2 separate regions of the Mus musculus genome follow, and region 1 is linked to region 2. A link is a contact called in public Micro-C data. All regions are on one chromosome and are shown on one strand. The core of a region is the stretch at or near the end of the contact, and the rest is flanking DNA. Distances in the headings are between cores, read along the strand shown. Region 1 has its middle 26 kb from the start of Fzd9. Region 2 holds the start of Tbl2 (transducin (beta)-like 2).

Evidence for each region. Hi-C and Micro-C count contacts between places; a contact is called where the count stands out from the background.
Region 1: a Micro-C map of trophoblast stem cells shows a contact between it and region 2, with 3 times the contacts expected there. The contact joins the enhancer-like site here to the promoter of Tbl2 in region 2. A contact is called at or near these places in 4 of 39 promoter capture datasets (embryonic stem cells, hippocampal neurons, liver and 1 more), 1 of 15 datasets of contacts at CTCF or cohesin (stem cell-derived epiblast-like cells), 5 of 484 Hi-C or Micro-C datasets (bone marrow, cerebral cortex, embryonic stem cells and 2 more), 5 of 115 datasets of contacts at active chromatin or transcription factors (double positive thymocytes, embryonic limb bud, embryonic stem cells and 1 more) and 3 of 9 other capture datasets (adipose tissue, liver and pancreatic islet).

The regions. Positions count from the first base shown.
Region 1 is chr5:135,275,502-135,278,201 of GRCm38.p6, forward strand. No RefSeq gene overlaps it. Among named protein-coding and RNA genes, the nearest start is that of Fzd9, 26 kb to the left of the region's middle. Within about 2 kb of position 1,415, at least 47 of the 459 cell types and tissues checked have an H3K27ac peak or open chromatin away from gene starts, as enhancers often do. A contact at or near this core is called in stem cell-derived neural progenitor cells and trophoblast stem cells, where this site is marked.
Region 2 is chr5:135,148,328-135,151,199 of GRCm38.p6, forward strand. Tbl2 (transducin (beta)-like 2) reads left to right here and starts at 1,359. Exons shown (of 7, transcript NM_013763.3): 1 at 1,359-1,537. The coding sequence starts at 1,411.

The DNA.
Region 1 (2,700 bases), core at 165-2,664, 130 kb after region 2:
TTCTGTCGTCCTGGCACTCAGGAATGGAGGCAGAAGGATCAGGGGTTTTAAGGCTAGCCTGGGCTATCTGAGACCTTGTCTTTAAAAAAATTTTTTTTCGCCGGGTGTGGTGGTGCACGCCTTTAATCCCAGTGCTCGGGAGGCAGAGGCAGGCAGATTTCTGAGTTCGAGGCCAGCCTGGTCTACAAAGTGAGCTCCAGGACAGCTAGAGCTATAAAAGAGAAACCCTGTCTAGAAAAACCAAAAAAAAAAAAAAAAAATTTTTTTTTACAGGGAGCCCTGGGGTCTGGTCCCAGCACTATATAAAGCCAGGCTTCGGTGTGTGCACTCAGGAAGTAGGGATGGAAGATCAGAGTTCATGGTCCAGGGGTACCAGAGGTCAGTCCCAGGTGTCTTCCTCCACTGCTCTCTGCTTTCTTTTTAGTTATGTTTAAATTACATTCATTTGTATGTGTATGGGGGAGTGTGGGGGTCAGAGGTCAGCTTGTGCTTTCTCGACTCCCACCCTGTGTAGTGTAGCCCAGGGATCGAACTCGGATGGTCACACTTGGCAGCAGCCACTTTTACCCACAAAGCCATCTTGCCAGGCCCTCCTCCTCAGTTTATGAGATGAGCTTTCTCATGGAACCTGCTATTCACTAGATGATAGGTTGGCTGGTCACTGAGTACCAGGGATCGGCTTGTCTCCATCCTTATGCTTGGCAGGGTCCCTCTGGGCACATTTGGTGACAGCATTGCTGACAAGGCAGCGCCCACTTCATCATCCATTTAGGTTGACGAAGAGCCCATGTCTCCTGGGATAATGACAGTGGGGTGTTGGAAAAATGTCTCCCGACCTTCCCTCAGAGACTAGAGGGAGCAGCCACCCTGCCCAGGAAGAAACGCTTTATTTTCTTTTTTTCTCCTCCTCTGCCCCTGGGGTTCACATTTCCTGTGCCTGGGCCAGGACATAACCTTCGCTGTGAGTGTTTTTTTTTTTTTTTTTTTTCCACACACACACTCCACGCACGCACGTGTATTTTGGGAAAGAGGAGGAAAGCTTCCAAGCTCTGTTAAGAGTAAAGTGAGCGGGGCACGGCGAGTGCAGACAGAGGCCCCTTTCATCGCCCAGGCCTTGTGCCCCGGGCCGCTGCCAACACAAATGCAGGCGGATCCGAACCCGCACAGCGCCGGCCACGCTCCAGTCCGCGGTCCCGCCGCCCCGCGCTGGCGCCACGACACTTTCTGCTGACGGCGACGGAATCGCAGGCGACGCAGGAGCCTTCGCCCCTGAGGGATGGGGGTGGGAGACCGGGTAGGGAGGGTGAGTACCTAGCTCAGTGTCACCGCCGCGATGCTCTATCCTCCGCACACACTGCGGCTGTCCTGTAGGTGCAGAGTGGCTCGTCCATGAAGCCCGTTTGGCTCCCAGCGGCTAGAGCCAGGCCTCCAACCAGTTGTGTCTGGTTGGAGGGGACAGGACAGGGCTCTCGGGGCAAGATGGCTCGGCGGGTGAAGCACTTGCTGAAAAAGCCTGAGGATCTGCGTTTGGTTATCCCTGGCACTCGTTTGAAAGCTGGGGTGTCTGTTTGCCTAGAACTGGGGAGGCAGAGACAGAAGGACAGAAGGGTGAGAGCTCCAAGTTCATTTAGGAGACCCAGGCTGACAAGTGGAGAGAACCTTAGAGACCCACATAGAGAAAGGAAAACACAAGCAAGCAATCAAAACCAAATAAAACAGCTCCAAGTTGCCCTTTGACCACCGCTCATGTGCCTGCGCTCGCGGTCTCTCTCAATTGTGCGCATTTTCTCTCTCCCTGTCTGTATCTTTGTCTCTGTCTCTGTCTCTGTCTCTCTGTCTCTCTCTGTCTCTCTGTCTCTGTCTCTCTCTGTCTCTCTGTCTCTGTCTCTGTCTCTCTCTCTGTCTCTCTCTCTCTCTCTCTCACACACACACACACACAAACGGAATTAAAAATAAAACAGAGGGGCTGGTGAGATGGCTCAGTGGGTAAGAGCACCCGACTGCTCTTCCGAAGGTCAGGAGTTCAAATCCCAGCAACCACATGGTGGCTCACAACCACCTGTAACAAGATCTGACTCCCTCTTCTGGAGTGTCTGAAGATAGCTACAGTGTACTTACATATAATAAATTAATAAATCTTTAAAAAAAATAAAAAATAAAACAGAGAGTGGCTGGGGAGACACCGTGCCCTGAGACTTCTGGTCTCCAGGCATGCACACGATGCACACCCTATAATAACTGACATGTACACACATGTACACCACACATTCAAAAGAGAAAAAGGGGGGAACGAGGGATGGAAGGGAAAGAAAAAAAGAAAGGACTTGAGGCAATGAGATGGCTCCGCAGGCCACCAAGCTAGAGGACCAGAGTTCGATTCCTGGAGCCCCCAGGGTGGGAGGGAGGACTGATTTTTGTCCTCTGGCTTCACAAGAGCTATGTGGAGCTTCCTCACAGACAAACACACGAAAGAGAGACAAAGAACTGTAAATAGAAGGGAGGCTCTTAGCTGAATCACTTGCCTTGGTGGCCTGGGCCATTGGACGCGAAATTTCTTTCCTACACCTTGGTGGCCTGATAGTTCACCGGCTGGGGCCCAGAATCTCCATTTAATCCCCTGCAAACTGTGTGATTTTCTAGTTTTGATATTTTGTTTGTTTGACATTGTGTTTGTTTGTTGAGACAGGGTCTCTCTACATA
Region 2 (2,872 bases), core at 109-2,608:
TGTATTCTAAGAAAACCTTGAATTTCTGATCTTCCTGCCTCCTACTCCCAAGTGTGGAATTATAGGCTATTACTACTACACCGGGTTTATGGGTTGCTGAAGGAACTCAGCTTTCTGCAAGCTAGTCAAATACTCTTCCAATGGAGTTACATCCCTAGCCACAACATGATTGTAAGTTTTGGTTTTGTTGTTTCTCTCCGCATCGCTGGGGAATCGAACCCACGTTCTTGTACAGAATTAATAAGTGATCTCCCTGGTTTGCTTTCTACCTTCAGTCTTTGTTCAAAATACTCCATGGATTTTGCTCCGGGCCTTCCTATGATAACTAGCGTGGTCTGATGAAACCAGTGTTCTAGGATCTCCAGTTCTTTCCGACCTTTCTAGCCGTTTCTTTTTCTAATATTCACAACCTCTCCACGACACCCTCGCTTTGGGCTTTGCGAGGCTGTCCCATACCAACGGACAGGGCATCTCTCTTCCCCAGCAGCGAAAGCACGGGTCAAATGGGAATAAGAACCTCTGCCCTGCCCCTTGGAAGGATCCAGTTTGGCGATGCTGCAATAAAACTTCTAATAAACGATCAAGATGAGGTGAGAGCTGGACCGTCTGAGTCCGCTACCGAAAAACTTCTTGCAGACAGCTTCAATCAAAGCTGTTCACCGTTGGGCCCCGCCCCTCAAAAACCAGTCCAATAGCCAGGCCTTGCCTCTTCAGGTCAAAAGCTAAGCCCCGCCCCTCATAAACTCAGACGGAAGACCCGGCCCCAAGGGGGATTCAAAAATCCAGGCCCCACCTCTCAGAGCACGTGAGCACTCAAACGCGCGAGGTTCCGCCTCCAGCACGAGCAGCTAAGTCCCGCCCCTCAGGTCGTGTCAACGGCCAGGTCTTGCTCCTCCTAACACTCAGACTACCAGTTCTTCCACCCCAAAAGACGAAAACCGTCAAGATTGGCTCCTCACGACGCCCCAAAGGCCAATCGCCGCTCCACAGTACTTGCAACTGTCCCCAGTCCCTCCAAGCGCGCCAACGGACAGGCCCTGCCCCACAGGGAACGGAACCTTCTGGCCCGCCCCTCGAGGCGCGCACGTCCCAGGCTCCGCCCTTATAGAGTTCCAACTGCCAGGCCCCGCCTCACAGCGCCCGCTAACGGCCAGGCCCCGCCCTCAAGGCGCTCAAGAGGCCAACCTCCGCCCTGCAGAGCGCTCCAACGGCCAGGTCGCTTCCCATAGGGCATCGTAACGACTAGGTCCCGCCTTCCGAGGTGCGCTTGGGACCAAGCCACGCCCCAAAGAGGCCAACGCTGGCCAGCCCCGCCCCTCGAGGCGCGCCAACTGTCCTCCCCCGCCCCCTCGTGCGCCGAGACGTGAGGACGCCGGCGTCGTAGGCTGAGGTGGCAGCTGTCCCGCAGTCATGGAGCTGCCGCAGATGCCGGAGCTGATGGGGTTGTCCCTCCTGGTGGGTCTGCTGGCCTTGGTGGCCACGGCGGCTGTGGCGCGGGGCTGGCTGCGGGCCGAGGAGAAGCCCAGCCAGCCCGTCTGTAAGTATACCGGGTCGGGTGGCGGTGACTCTGGGGACTTTGCTCCCGGCCGCCGCGTGGTACGAGGAGCGTGGAGAGTCACGGACCTCAGTTTCCCTGGTTGTGAGATGAACTTTCCCGTGTAGGTTTCGGGTTGCAGGTGCACCCCAGGGACAAGATTCTTTGGAACCTGGGAGCTGCGCTGCTACGTGGTCGGTGACTTTTCCTGGGACACCTCCCACCACCACCACCACCTATGTCCCCGGAGCTGCTACGAAAGCTCAGTCAGACCCCAGGTTTGCTATGTGTTCGTGTTCTTAGAAAATGGGGGTCATTTGAAAATACTCTTCAGCCAACTCTGACCGGCAGGAACGTTTTCTGAACTCCTGTTACCTATACCTAGCTTCGAGGTCTTTTTAATACGTTCAGTAACCGAGAAGCTTGTAAAAGTGTGGTCTACACTGTAGATCTAAATTGTAAGCATCTGAAAAGGCAAGCGAAATAGACATTGTATTAAATTTCACAAAGGAGTTAATACTATAAAAGGATCGAGAGTATGAATGGTCTTGCTGCTTTTATTTATTTATTTTTTAGGGAATAAAAGTTGGGGATTCCGGGAACTCTTCAGAGAGGGTAGGGAACCCATTGTGAGTTTCTGAGACATGGTTTCACAATGTTGTCCAAACTGGCCTTGAGCTCTGGTTATTACTGCCTCAGTCTCGGGAGCATTGGAGTATACAAGTGTGTGTGTGCTCCCCATACCTAGCCTTGTGAGGTGCTGGGTAGGTGAAACCCAGAGGCTCAAGCAAGTGCTGTTCCACGGATCTACACCCCCAAATCTGTGATGTGAGTTGTTCAGGGATGCCAGTGTAGGATTTTGCCTGGGAGGCCAAGGAAGAAAGAAGGTTCTTTTGTTTGTTTTGTTTTTTCGGGACAGGGTTTTTTTTTTTTGTTGTTGTTGTTGTTGTTGGGTTTTTTTGTTTGTTTGTTTTTGTTTTGGTTTTGGTTTTTTGGTTTTTCGAGACAGGGTTTCTCTGTGTAGCCCTGGCTGTCCTGAAACTCACTTTGTAGACCAGGCTGGCCTCGAACTCAGAAATCCACCTGCCTCTGCCTCCCAAGTGCTGGGATTAAAGGCGTGCGCCACCATCGCCCTGCAAGAAAGACAGTTCTATCAGCAGCAAAACTCAAGAAGACAAGGGATTCCAGAAACACTTGGAGGCTGCTTGGACATGGTGCGGCCATAGACCGCCTGCCTAGGATTCCCCTAGTGAGGGGTCAGGAACAGAGCTCAGGGTTAGAACTCTTGCCTGTGATACCGGAGGCACTGCATTTTATCCCAGTGCTGAAAGAATAGCA